3 separate regions of the Mus musculus genome follow, and regions 2 and 3 are each linked to region 1. The links are chromatin contacts, called in public Hi-C and HiChIP or PLAC-seq maps. All regions are on one chromosome and are shown on one strand. The core of a region is the stretch at or near the end of the contact, and the rest is flanking DNA. Distances in the headings are between cores, read along the strand shown. Region 1 overlaps Gm13219 (predicted gene 13219). Region 2 holds the start of Gata3 (GATA binding protein 3). Region 3 holds the start of Taf3 (TATA-box binding protein associated factor 3).

Region 1 (4,621 bases), core at 1,484-3,983:
GCTGCATTCCTTATAGTAGAATTTTTCCAATGAGAAAAATCCATTAGGTCACCCAGTAACCTTCTCTAGCTGTGTGTGAGGACAGAGCTGTGACTCAGAGCTAATAACAATGGCTAATATTTATTGAGCACTTATGATGCCTCAAACAATACTTCATACATATTATCTCATTTGCCATTCACCACACATCTGTGAACTAGAAACTGTCATTATTCTTGTTTTAAAGATGAGAAAGACTGGCCTGTGAGAAGGTTAAGCAATGTGCTTAATGTTACACAGCTACTGAGGAGTTGAGAAAGAATTCAAATCAACACTAACCACTGAGGTCAGGAAATCAGTGAAGGGTAAAAATGAGAATTCAGGCCATCAGATTACTGCAAACTGGACCTTGATGTTTAAAGCCAGTATAAACACACACACACACACACACACACACACACACACACACACACACACACACACAGAGAGAGAGAGAGAGAGAGAGAGAGAGAGAGAGACAGACAGACAGACAGACAGAGAGAGGCAGAGACAGAGAGACAGAGAAAGCATGGAGGCAGGCAGGATCACTGGCAGCTGGCTAGCATTTCTAAATGAAAGTCTATCAACAGATGTCAGACGATTCAAGCTTTCCCCTTGCACATGGGCACCAAGCCCGTTTGCTTTCAAGTCCCCCTTTCCTTCCCTTCCTACACGAGAAACAACATGATTTCCTGTGCACCGGGAGACTGACTCAAGGCACTTGGCATGGTGATCTCTAGCTCTGTTCATTTCTTGCAACCCTCATAACTTCATCTTTCACTGTGGCAAAATGAAATTCCATTGGGTATATGGACCATATTGTCTCTATCAATTTATCTGTCAAAGGACACCAAGGATGATTCTAAAACTTGGTTACTGTGAAGAGTGGAGCAATAAATACAGGCATGTGGGTATTTTTAGAGTAAGCTGCTGACTCAATGACTCAATCTTTAGCTATTAAAAATAAATACACTTGTTCAATTGATAATGGCACAACAGAAGCCAAACATGTGAACATTGTGGGCAGGTTCAGCATTGATTATTTGTGCTGTAATTTTATATTCGGTGCATTGATAACTCTCGAAAGAGCTAATCTTCTTACCCATGGCACTCTGACTCTATTTCTGTCTAGGACTCTTCCCATAAAAGTCTGTAAGTCCTTTGCTTCACATATGTTGGTTCTTTACTCTACTTTTTCTTATGTCAGAGGAGTGGAACAGAGAACCAGGAAGTTAGAGAGTTGGTAGAAACATGCTCTAGTGGTTTCCCATGTATAGTGGAGTGCCTGAGTCCTCCTTGCATTTGGATGTGTCTTATCTAATTATAACTCTGCGGCTGGAGCATTCTTCTCTCAGTCAAGGTGTCTATCCAAGTTTCCATCTCTGTATCTGCTCTAACAGATCTTTCTCAAGTAACTTTCCCCATCGTTTGTAAGTACTTCCTTTGAAACCTGATTATTAAGTCTAGGGAGTTCTCCCTTGTGTGTTTGCTATTTCCCAACAGGAGTCCTGATCAGCATATCATTTTGTCGCATTGTGGTTTGCTTAGATGGGTGGGTGGCAACACTGATTTCTGCAGTGAGGAGAGACACTTAATGTTAGGTCTGATCATGGTGAACATGCCATAGGGGAATCCAATAGTATTTATAAATAGCTACTGGTCATTGATCATGGACCGCACATTGAACAATGGTATGGCTCTGCATCTATTATCTTAACTGTGTGGATGAGGAAACCAGCCATAATCTTCCTTGAATTTTTTTCATATGAAGCATATTTTTTTCAAAGTAAGCTTTATAGATTGAAAACTGCACACCTGAATTCATATTCCAGGAATATAATGTGGATTATAGAAAAACATTTTTTAATTCAATTTTCTTCTGTGACTTCATTAGTAGGGTTTTTATTGGATCAGATTTTACAGATTACACGGAGTGCTTCAGAACATAAATAAGCTATGTTTCTTTACTGTTTGGTGTGGAGCACGGAGTATAAAGTATAAGTCTAAAGCATGGTCTCAATTCTGAAACACCATTTAACTGCCGTGTGACCCTGGGCAAATCAATTAACTGTTTTCTCTGCCTTAATGGTTCTACTCTGTAAAATGGGGTTAATTATAGCACCCACCTCATTGAAATGTAATGGGGATTAGATGAGTCAACACAGGCAACATTCTTGGAACTGCTTGGTTTATGGTAAGCAATATATCATGTTAATTATGATTATTTTAATTTTTATTCTCACCTTGGTCTCCAGTTCTCTTACAAGTTCCTAGAGCATCTCTTTTCCAGATGTGCATTTGAACACCCAAATGATATGTTCTTTTCTATATATCTGTGTGGATTGGATGCTGAATTACAATCAAGGGCATATCCCGTCATTTAATAATGAAGGACTGAAAAAACAGTGACCTGTGGTCCTAGGGGCTCCCCTGATGCCAGATACAGCTGATTAACCAGATTGTCTGGCAGGACCTGTGAGAGCTGAGACTGGGGGCAGGAGGATCGTTCAGGGCCACTTCATTGCTTTTGTTAAATAAGATGAAAGTTGACTAACCAGTTGCCTGTGGCAATATAGGTTAGTCAAACTGAGACTTGACTAAGAGGCCCATCATAATAAGCTAACGAGAAAAGCTAGCAAGGCGTTTGAGTGGCAGAGTTGTGTGGGTGGCAGGCTTGTTGTTGAGGGAACTGATGTTAGAACTTTATGGCACTATTATTGCAGTTGAGTGAAATAGTTGTGACAAGCCAAGACAGAGCCCCAGAACAATACGTGCACACTCTTCTTCTCTTTCTCTTTCTCTTTCTTCTTTCTCTTCTCTCTCCTCCCTCCTGTTTCACCTCTCTGCTTGCTTCCTTTCTCTCTGTTTCTCCTCCCTTTCCCCTTCCCTTCTTTCATTCTTTCTGATCCTTTCTTCCCTTCTTTCCTCTTTCTTCCCTTCCTTCTTTCCTCTCTTTCTGGGCTTGCCTTTCTTCCCCCTACCTCTTTGTTTTATCATGGAAAGTCAGACCTCTCCTTTGGGGACAGGCAATGCTTGGATAAGAAGCAAGGAGAGTGGAAGTTTCCAGCTGCCCTACAGGTTAAAGGGACTCTTGTGTCAGCACAGATGATGAAAAATATACTTTAGGTGAATAATGAGCACATTAAATGACGTTAAGGCAAGTAACAAGAGTAGAGCTGCAGAGAGGCAGGGTTGAAATGGCCGCACATGACAGAGCTTACAGACCGTGCCAAACTGAGCCCGGTGTGGGTCTCCAGTAACGCAATGTAGTGTTTATGAATCTGTACCGACGTTAAGTTGATCGTTACTGTAATAATCAGACTGAGATACAAAGAAAGCAGAGAGTAATTCTTTCATAGACACAGAGGCTTCTGAGCCCCTGTTCCTCATCCTTCCTTAAAAGTTAGAGAATTCTGCCAGTGGAGTAAATCAAGACCCAAAACAAAAACAAAAACAGAAACAAAAACAAAACAAATAGAAGGAGGAGGAGGAAGAGGAGGAGGAGAACAACAAAAACAACAACTCTAAACCAAACCAACGACAAACTAACAAAACTCCAAAAGAAACCCAGCAAAACTAAAAGCTCTGCTCATGTTTTTTTTTTTCTGTTGCCCGTTTCTCATCGACCATGAACTCCTTCCTGCATTTCTGTTTTGCTTGGAGAGTGTTTTAAATGCATCAAGGAGAGTTGGGCACAGCCAGTCAAGGAATCAAATTCTTACATCAGAAATAGTTGTTCTGCCTCAGCCTGTGAGCTACCTCACATCTGATCTCTTCCTTTCAGGATTCTGTTATCTTAACTTCTTTCAAACCTGGCTGCATGCGTGTATTGTTATATTATTACTTAAGTTGTGTATTCGTGTGTGGTTTTTCTTTTTCTTCTTTTGGCCTATGTTCTCTTCATGGCTAAGTCTCATTAGCCATGAAGACTAATATCTTTCACATATGCTTATTTCATGATAGTTTCCTACAGATAACATGTTCTTCTCAATTAATATTTGTCACCTGAGTGATGGCATGCTTTGACCTTCCTTTTCCCTGTGGGTTCATAGCCAGAAAGTTCAGCATGAGTGTCTCTTTTTCAGGGTCTCCCTTTTTGTTTGTAACTAGACTTTTCTTCCCTAAATAAAAGGAAAGGGCTCATAATGGAGTCAGCACTGCCTTATGCACACCGATCTGAGAGATGAGGGCAGGGTGATGAGGTTGGGTGAATGACAGCTGCTTTACTTAGCAACTGGTCTCATGCACCCTTTCAGGTAGTGAAATCCAGGGAAACAAAAAAGACAAAGACGCAGCTTGAGATGGCAAATTTATAACGAAGGAGGCTTTCTGTAAGCTCCAAGCCCTGTCTAGAAGTTAAGGGGGACAAGCAGGGAGACAGATGTATCTCCTTTTATTTGTAACATCAAAATAGGGCAAGTATGCTTCCCTCGACTTCATGTTTTTCCTCCCAGCCATTTTCCAGACTCTCACTTTTTAATTTGAAAACCAATCTTCGAGTGGGAAGTTTCAGTCCTGGCACACAGGTAACAAATAAGCAAATAAGCAAGGCTGAACTTCTCCCTGGGTTTCCAGGTCATTCACTAACCGTTCCAGGCATCCG
Region 2 (4,326 bases), core at 67-2,566, 520 kb before region 1:
ACCCTCTAAAGCCAAGCTCTCTGCCCTGGAGGGTGGAATGGGAACACCTCTTACACTGCCCTGGGGTGCACCCGAAGTCTCTTTCGGACCTTGCTCATCCGGGCAGTGTTTTCTGGACCCAGGCTGCAGAAACCTCAACGCCACTAGGGGATGCAGTGACTCAAAGGACGGAACAGGGCCGCAGAGGTTGGAGCCCGTGGGGCGGGGCGACTGCGGCCCGGTCGTGGTATCTCCCGATGATTGGTCCTTACAAATGGCCCCGCCCTCGTCCGCCCAGCCTCTCTACTGGGCGTCTTCCAGCCTCTCTCCTGTGTCAGCTTGCGGCCCTCCCACCAGACCCTGTCCCAGAGACCCAAAATGTCCAGGGAAGTTGCGGCTGGGTCCACCCCGGAGGTCAGGGTTGGATATTATAGAGGGGACCGTTTTCCTCGGGTGAAAGCAGAATAAAGTAGCACCCCGAGCTAGGCGAAGAGAAAAGTTAGGCTATCGCAGCAAAGATCAAGTTAGTTGTACACGGTACTTCGGGGACCAGTGAGCCTAGGTCTCGCTAAGCCAGCTTTTTATGCATCGCGTTGTCACTAAGGTCAAAAGCACACATTGATGATATCATTAGATCCGAAAAAGACAGCTGCAACAGCTGACGCTGTTCGTTCTGGAGAGGTTTGGGAAAGCAAGCAGAGACCATAACAATAACGCGGGCGTCCGAATCAAAGCCCAGGTCCTCCGCGCGATTCAGCAGCCTCCCGGAAAGCTGGTTCGGAGGCAAATCTTCAGTTACTTCGCCATGAAACTTTTCTAATCTGTTTTACATGCACATAGCCCCTAAGCTGATATAAACTGAAAAACGTTCTGGCTTGAATCCTAATTTAAAAGTTTGCTCATTTTTAAAAAAGTATCGAAAAGTCTGCTTATGGAAATTAGCTTTATGAATGGGGCAGCCGGGTTTCACTCGTACGGAATAATCTACTGAGCCCGAATGAATCGGCTTTGCTACATTTAAAGGGCCAGAGAGCGAATTCCCTCCTGCCTGTCCCCTCTGCCCCAAGCCCGGGCGGGCCTCGCCCACCCTGCCCGCGGCCCCTCTGCCCTAGGCGGCCCTTGGCGGCGCCCCTTTCCGGTCAGTAGAGGGGCGGGAGGAGGGGCGGCGGTGTGCCGGGGTGGGTGGGGGGGATGGGATGGGGGTGGAGGTGAAGTCCTGGAGCGGGTTTGGGTTGCAGTTTCCTTGTGCTGAGGATCGTGTCCCCTCCTGCCAGCGCCAGGCTCCTCCCCCTCGGCGCGGATGACACTAGAACCTCCTTAAGTTGCGTCGCGCCACAGCTGTCTGCGAACACTGAGCTGCCTGGCGCCGTCTTGATAGTTTCAGAAAGAATGCATTCCCTGTAAAAAAAAAATACTGAGAGAGGGAGAGGAGAAAGAGAGAGAGACTGAGAGAGCGAGACATAGAGAGCTACGCAATCTGACCGGGCAGGTCACACGCCTCCTCCTCCTCCTCTACGCTCCTTGCTACTCAGGTTGGTATTGTGACTTGTGACTTTTTTTTTTTTTTTAAGTTTGATATCACTCCCTCCTCTTGGAGGGACTGTTTGTGTGTGTGTGTTTGGGGGTTTGTTTGTTTGGTTTTTTGTAAACTAAAAGCTCAGCTTTCTCCTTTTGGAGGATTTGTAGTGGTTGGAAAGATCCTGGGGCCGGTGTCCTCCAGGGAGGACTTGTCCCCAAGTTTTAATTGCTTAGTCAGTCCTGGGCTCCTGCGAGCCTGGCTGTCGGAGGTGTGCTGCGGAGCTTGGCTTCTTTCCCTCCGGGTCTTCGCGTGCGTGTGCACGTCCCGGGTGAGTCGGCCCTGCAGGAAGCTTGCGAAGACCTAGTGCCCTCCAGAATTTCAGGTGTTAAAAGTTCTTACACCTCATTCAGGTCTCTCTTTCTCTCCCTTGCAGGTGATCGGAAGAGCAACCGTCTCTGAGCGCCAAGGAATCAGTGTGCAGTGTGGTCACACTCGGATTCCTCTCTCCCTCCTTTTTTTTTTTTTTTTTTTGACCCCTTTATTCCTCCGTGTCTGCTTTTTTTTTGGGGGGGGGGATCGCCCTCATTCTTTTCTTTTTCTTCTTTCCCTTCCTTTCTTTTGCTAAACTATCCCGCAAAGATTTTTCTTTCCTCCCTAAACCCTCCTTTTTGCTCTCCTTTTCTATACCCTTAACTGCAAACAAACCATTAAACGACCCCTCTCCTGGGCCTCCGACGGCAGGAGTCCGCGGACCTCCCAGGCCGACAGCCCTCCCTCTACCCGCGAGGGTTCCGGGCCGGGCGAGAGGGCGCGAGCACAGCCGAGGACATGGAGGTGACTGCGGACCAGCCGCGCTGGGTGAGCCACCATCACCCCGCGGTCCTCAACGGTCAGCACCCAGACACGCACCACCCGGGCCTCGGCCATTCGTACATGGAAGCTCAGTATCCGCTGACGGAAGAGGTGGACGTACTTTTTAACATCGATGGTCAAGGCAACCACGTCCCGTCCTACTACGGAAACTCCGTCAGGGCTACGGTGCAGAGGTATCCTCCGACCCACCACGGTGAGTCCACCTTGGCGCTGGAACCTTTTGGATCCGCGTTTGTTTTCCTGGGTCCACGAGACCGCCAGAGACCCTGGCTGGGCAGAGCAAGCCAAAGCTCCTAAGTGTGTTACTAGTTCATTTAAAAAAAGTATCGGGGGCCCGGAAATGGGCGAGGAAGCAGTGTCGCTGGTTGGGAGAGTTCTTCTTTTTTTCTTTTTTAAATAAAAGAGCGCACGTAGCAGGCACCTCTCTTTGCCGGTGTCCTTGGGGCCAGGCACACTCACCTGGCAAGCGCCGAAATGCAGTCCTGGTCCACACGAGGTTGTAGATTTTGCAGCCAGGGAGAAATCTCAAGCGCTGCCTGCAGGCGCCGAGCCTTTCAGGCCGGGCAGCAGTGCGGGCCAGGCCGGCCTGGAACTGGGCTCCCCCGAAGGACTTCCAGCTTCTTGTTAGCCGGTGAAGGGGTCTTTCGCCAGAGCCTTGCGTTTTGTTTCTCCATTTATATTTTCAGAAAAGGCCCAAATACGTGCATTTCTTTCTATTTCCTTTTGCTCTCCACCCTCAAAAGCTAGTGCATTTGAGTTTTAGGCGTCCTACCTACCGGTGGTGTGAGGAAGAGACTCTGGTGGTTGCCACGGTCCAGGGAGAGGAAAGCCTTAAGCTGAAGAGAAGTCGGGTTTGCTTAGACTCCCGGCTACACAGAATTTTCCTACGTCTTTGCTTTTAGTTTACTTACCAGCAATCCTGGCCGACTTTTCTCCTCCGGCCTACTGGAGTTTCTTCAGGCTCCTCAAAGATTTAGGCTACATCAAAGTTTCTTTTTAAGTAGGAGTGTTTCCAGTTGCCGCCTCCCCCTAACCATTCACCTTGAAAAATTTAGGGGAGTTCTGAGGTGTGTAAAGAAGAGAAAAAGAAAGAAACCCAACCTTGTGTGGTCGAGACAGGAGACTCTTAACACTCCCCAGATGTATGTTTATGCACCTAAACCAGCAAAAATACATTGTTTGTTTTTTTTTTTTTTTATTTTAAGGAAAGAAGGTGGGAGGTTTTTCTTAGCTAGCTCAGACCTGAGATCTGCTCAGGTCTCCCTTCTCAGAGTTAGCCTTGGCGCCTATGACATAGCCCCTTTGGCCAGCAGGCATCCTCTACCCTAGAGCCGCCAGGTTTCAAACAGACATTTCAAACAGACATTTCTGCGGATGGGGCGCTCTTTGCTTGGGTTGTGTGCAGATTAGCAGTTAAGTGGAAATGAGGTAGATCAGACCTAATGTTATTTACTATACAACTTCCTGCATAAAAAAAAAAAAGAACCTTAACCCTTGGCGTTCAAGAGAATTCTCCATCTCTCTTGATCTCCCCCCCTTCCTCTCGCTTAAGATTTTAGTTTCAGTATTGTTCTTAATGGTTGACTAGAATGTCAAATGGTGAGGCGGATACTGGATTGAAAGATCAATAAGGGTGTAGATTTGCGCTCCGAGTTTAAAGGTTACCCTACCAGAGAGTATGGGGCTTGGACAACTCATGACCGCCTTAACATTGTGTATTTTAAGTGAAGGCTAAACACACTGTGTGTATGAGTCACCCTTCGTTTGAAATAAACACATAAACTGGAATTTTGTGTCTCAGGTGAAAATTCACAGAACGCCCCAGAGAACAGGAAAAGAAGCCAAGGACTTCTTTTCTTTTCCTATGAGTTGGATGGGTGAAGAAAGAGAAGGGGGTGGGGTGGGGAGGGAATCCCAGAATTTAGATATGGTTACCTTCAAGGGTTTGGGCAATG
Region 3 (4,453 bases), core at 57-2,556, 690 kb before region 1:
ACATAAACTTATATACTGAATAGTCAATGGTAGATATGGCAGGCACAACTAAGAAATGGAGTAGTTAAATATAGCCGAAGTAGGTTTGGTTTAACTCAGTAGTCACTGGGATTGGTTTGGCTTTAATTTGAAACTTTTTTTCCTGTTCTGTAACTAGCTCTGTAGACCAGGCTGGCCTTGAACTCAGGTATCTGCCTCCCTCTGCCTGCCCAGCACTGGGATTATTAATCAGGGTCTACCAGCAGTTGCCCAAAGTGCCAGTTACTGTGGAGGCTCACTTCAGTCCCAAAAGTCTAAGGGCAGATGTTGCAACATAACAAGATTGAGACTCACGGGGGGGGGGGGGCGGGCGGGGGCGGACGACGGGATGGACGGACGGGACAACCCACTATTTCAACCAAACCTATTTATCATCTCATCACAGTTTCTGTTACCGTCAGGCAAAATGCAACTAGGGCTGGAAGAAGCCCTGGGAAAGGCAAGCAAGCATTCTCTGGACAAAACCAGTCTCAAGGATTTACAGAGTATTCGACCTCTGTAGGGAACTGCATTCTCCACGTCTTGGATAGACTACGTATTGTGACTAGTAAGACGCAAACTAGAACTAGCTATAAACTGCACTAAAATAATATCTTGCTCACTACTGGGGAAGAGGGGGGCAGTTCCCACTAATTGAACACGTAGGCATTTTTCCTTAAAACCAGCCATATTATGAAGAGCATTGAACGACACAATGAACAACATGAGTTTATTAGCTCTGATTGTTTTTTTTAGAGCCGGAGTCTTTTTCGGTTTTTCGGTGACTCTAGTTGGCCTCTAGCTTATGATTGCCTCAGCCTCCTGAGTGAACATCTTGGATTTCACTCAAACCTCCCAAGTGGCCACTATTTCATTCTGAATACTATCTTTCATCTTTTAATTTCGTTTTTACTTTTTTAGATTTAAGTAAAGGAAAACAATCGAATCCGCGTTCTGCGGAGTAGCTTATATTCCCAATTCTCTAGTTTCACACTTGAATCTCTATCAACATTATCGATGTTAAGTCCTTAACATTCCACTGCCTCCCTGGTTTGCCCCTGAACACACCGAGGGTCACCTCTTACTTTTCCATCAGCGGGGAGAGAAAGACACCGGCACCTGTTGTCAGGGAGGCGCAGACTCCACCTGCGCCCAGTCACTCGGCTTCCGGCCGGCGTCCAGGCTCTAGAGTCGATCCCGAGACGATCGCTCTCCTCCCACTGGGCGGAGCCTGGGCCGCCTATCTCTCGGCCTTCTGCTCGTACTGCCTCGCCCCGGCGGCCGTCCAGCGGGAGGCGGAGCGAGTCCAAAATGGCGGCTCTCAGGCTGGCGCGCTCCGTGCTGCTGAGGCTTTGAGGTGGTCGCTCCGGGTCGGAGGGGGGACGATTTCCCCGCCGCGGGGCCCCCAGAGAATGAATCGGGGGCTCTGCTGAGGCGAGGCGGCAGGGCTGGAGAGCAGTGGCAGCGAAGGGCTGCGGTGGCGTCCACGCAGCGGGATGTGCGAGAGTTACTCTAGGTCGTTGTTGAGGGTCTCGGTGGCGCAGATCTGCCAGGCGCTGGGCTGGGACTCGGTGCAGCTCAGCGCCTGCCACCTCCTCACCGACGTCCTGCAGCGCTATCTGCAGCAGCTGGGCCGGGGCTGCCATCGGTACTCTGAACTCTGTGAGTACTGGGGCTGGGTTGCGGGAGGGCTGCCCCAAGCCGGTCACGAGTGACACCTTTGCCCCTCCGGACCCCTTTGGGCATCCCCTGCAGGGGTGGCGTTCCGAAGCCGGCTTCGACATGGGGATCCTCTCAGACTCCGACCGTCTGGGGGGCTTCCACCGTCTCCTGCGAACTCCAGTCATCCCTTAGGTGCCTCTTCCTCATCCGCTAACTTCCCGCCACCGGCAGGGAAGCGGGGTCCCGGCTCGCAGCCACACACCCTCTCACCGATGCTGCTCCTGGACCAGTGCTTCGGTCTCTCTCATTGTCTCGGGTCGGCTGCGGCCAGAGCCACCCCCAGAATGCTCTCCACCTCGCTCACCTTGGTCTTTTGCCTCCCTTGCTCGCAAACTACTACAACTAGTTGTCACAGGCGCTCCGTCTACCGGCCGTTTCTTACAAGGCTGGCCATTCCTGAGCTCCCAAATAGACTCGTTGACAGCTCCGCTCAGTCAGGGTCGCTGCCTTTTTTTTTTTTTTTTCTCCCCTCTCTATCTGTTCGTTTCACAGACTTCGCCTACTACTTTTCAAGGCAGGTTTTGTCGATTTCGCTGAATACCTTTCAATAAGCATCTCAGTTACGCACGGCGTCCTTCCTCTATGCTCTTCTGTTAGTGTTGATCTAAGTGTGATGGGAAGCATCACTCGGTAATTTGGGAGGTTTTCCGGGTACTCAGTGTCGCAGTATGTATTAACTTTTTTTTTTCTGGTTCATGTCTCTTTAATGAGATTAAAGGCTCCTGTGTATGTTTTGGGAGTGAGTAAAGATAGCACAGTCCTCCGTGTTGCCCCTCTTCAGGGCTCCAGCCCTTTCAGGTGTGTTCTAGGAGAGTGGGGACGGTCCCACATGGAGGACTGCAGTTGAAACTAGGGCTGAATCCTGGTGGCCAAGTAATACCCAGTTTCCCTCTTGAAACTACTTATGGGATGTCCCCACAACTAGAAGCCAGCCCCACGGGAGGAACTTGAGACATAGAATCTGGGGACAGTGTATTGACTTTTAAGTGAATGCCCAGTAGTGTCTTTACCCGGTGGTATTTAATGATTTGTAGAAGGTACAGATCATTTTATAGATGTGTGATTTTTACTGATGTATGAGTGTGTGTGTGTGTGGGGGGGGGCGGGGATTATAACGTTCATTTAAATTCCAAGATATGACGTTTAAGGTGGCAAGTTGGATAACTAAATGAAGTGTTTTATAGAGTAATTTGTTCTGCTACAGTGGTTCCTACTTTTAAAGTGAGGGCCTATAGATTCGCCATACCTTCAAGACTCCAAATGCCATTCCTAACAAAATAATGAAACCCCAACAAATCAGATCCTATTTATCTTATTTTGTAATTGTTTGTGTATATGTGTACCCTGACCCAGAAGATAAATTGATTATATTCATATTCTGCGTAAGTACCTAATGTGCTGATTGGAGCACCCTTGATTGTATTTGTATTACTCTAGTACCTACTGTGCTAACTGATTGGAGCATCCTGATTTGTGTCACCCTAGGGTTGTTCCAAATAGGAAACAGTTGGCTAGTAAATTAATGGGTAGTCCACAAAAGACTTAGTGAATGAATTCCTAAAATGCACATCTTTTTGAGTGCTTGATTTAACGTGTGTGGTGGTAGAATGATCGTCTAGCTGTTGCTTCCTTACCTTCAAGCCCCTTCTCCATTGACCTTCAGTATATTGTTACTATTATGTTTAAGATAGATTATATTTTGTTACCTAGTTCCTGAACTAAAGGCAGATGTATACCTTTTGGGTTCTGAAAATATCCCCTGAATACATAGTTACCTTCCATGCCAGGTAGTTCATGGATTCAAGCATTCCAAAGTGTCCAAGAACTCATTGTGCTTTACTGAGAACCTCTTCATTCCCCTCTCTCTCCTCTCTTCCCTCCTCCCCCCGCCCCCCATTTTATTTTATGTTTATGTTTGAGACATGGTCTCTCTTCATAGCCCTGGTTATCCTAGAGCTCAGTATGTAGACCAGACGCCTGCCTCTGCCTCATGAGTGCTGGGATTAAAGGTGTGGGCCATCACATTTATCATGAACCCTTTCCCCTCCATTCCCTGGCCTTTTCTTTTGTTTTTTTGAGACAGAGTTTTGGGGTTTTTTTTGTTTGTTTGTTTGTTTGGTTGGTTGGTTTTTGTTTTTTGTTTTTTTTGGTGGTGGTTTTTTCATATCCCAGGCTGTCCTGTAACTCTCTCTGTAGACCAGGCTGTCCTTGAATTCACAGAGATCTGCTTGTCTCTGCCTCCTGAATGCTGGGATTAAAGATACGTGCTGCCACTGTCCAGTATGAAACTTTTTATAATTACCCATCTTTTTCTAGTCAGTTTTCTTCTCTTCCTTTTCGCTCTTTTTTTTAATGAGAATATGATTCGAAGATTCATTATTTCCCATTTGGATTTGGTGACTTGTTAAAAATGCTTACTTATTAAACAGATGGTTTTAGAGTGCAAGGTTGCAGGCTATCCATTCATTTTCTAGCTAACAGTTTCCTGAGTGTATATACTGGTTTAGCTCCACCATAGTGTGATACAAATACAGTTAGGGTTCTCCAGTCTGTTAGCACATTAGTACTGTAGTAGAATATGAAAATAATCAATTCATCCCATGAGAAAGGGTACGTACATGTATGCACACACACACACACACACACACACACACACACACAGAGAATTACAAATTTCTTTTAAAACTGAGTTCTGTAACTTCAGGTTACTATT

What was found. Hi-C and Micro-C count contacts between places; a contact is called where the count stands out from the background. HiChIP or PLAC-seq counts read pairs in DNA pulled down with a chosen protein or histone mark.
Region 2: a Hi-C map of Th1 cells shows a contact between it and region 1, with 4 times the contacts expected there. The contact joins the promoter of Gata3 here to the enhancer-like site in region 1. A contact is called at or near these places in 10 of 39 promoter capture datasets (the 3T3-L1 cell line, 3T3-L1-derived adipocytes, the C10 cell line and 6 more), 1 of 15 datasets of contacts at CTCF or cohesin (the NIH/3T3 cell line), 15 of 484 Hi-C or Micro-C datasets (CD8 T cells, the N1E-115 cell line, Th1 cells and 10 more), 25 of 115 datasets of contacts at active chromatin or transcription factors (CD8 T cells, DN3 thymocytes, the SCID.adh cell line and 16 more) and 4 of 9 other capture datasets (adipose tissue, embryonic stem cells, liver and 1 more).
Region 3: a contact with region 1 is called in an H3K4me3 HiChIP or PLAC-seq map of the SCID.adh cell line, with 8 read pairs. The contact joins the promoter of Taf3 here to the enhancer-like site in region 1. A contact is called at or near these places in 5 of 39 promoter capture datasets (the 3T3-L1 cell line, the HPC-7 cell line, embryonic stem cells and 2 more) and 2 of 115 datasets of contacts at active chromatin or transcription factors (the SCID.adh cell line and embryonic limb bud).

What each region holds. Positions count from the first base shown.
Region 1 is chr2:9,358,238-9,362,858 of GRCm38.p6, reverse strand. The region is part of intron 1 of Gm13219 (predicted gene 13219); the gene reads right to left. Among named protein-coding and RNA genes, the nearest start is that of Gm13219, 8.3 kb to the right of the region's middle. Within about 2 kb of position 2,733, at least 17 of the 459 cell types and tissues checked have an H3K27ac peak or open chromatin away from gene starts, as enhancers often do. A contact at or near this core is called in the SCID.adh cell line, Th1 cells, Th17 cells and 3 more, where this site is marked.
Region 2 is chr2:9,875,590-9,879,915 of GRCm38.p6, reverse strand. It overlaps Gata3 (GATA binding protein 3), which reads left to right and starts at 1,316. Exons shown (of 6, transcript NM_008091.3): 1 at 1,316-1,511; 2 at 1,932-2,564. The coding sequence starts at 2,327.
Region 3 is chr2:10,045,462-10,049,914 of GRCm38.p6, reverse strand. It overlaps Taf3 (TATA-box binding protein associated factor 3), which reads left to right and starts at 1,306. Exons shown (of 7, transcript NM_027748.3): 1 at 1,306-1,680. The coding sequence starts at 1,515.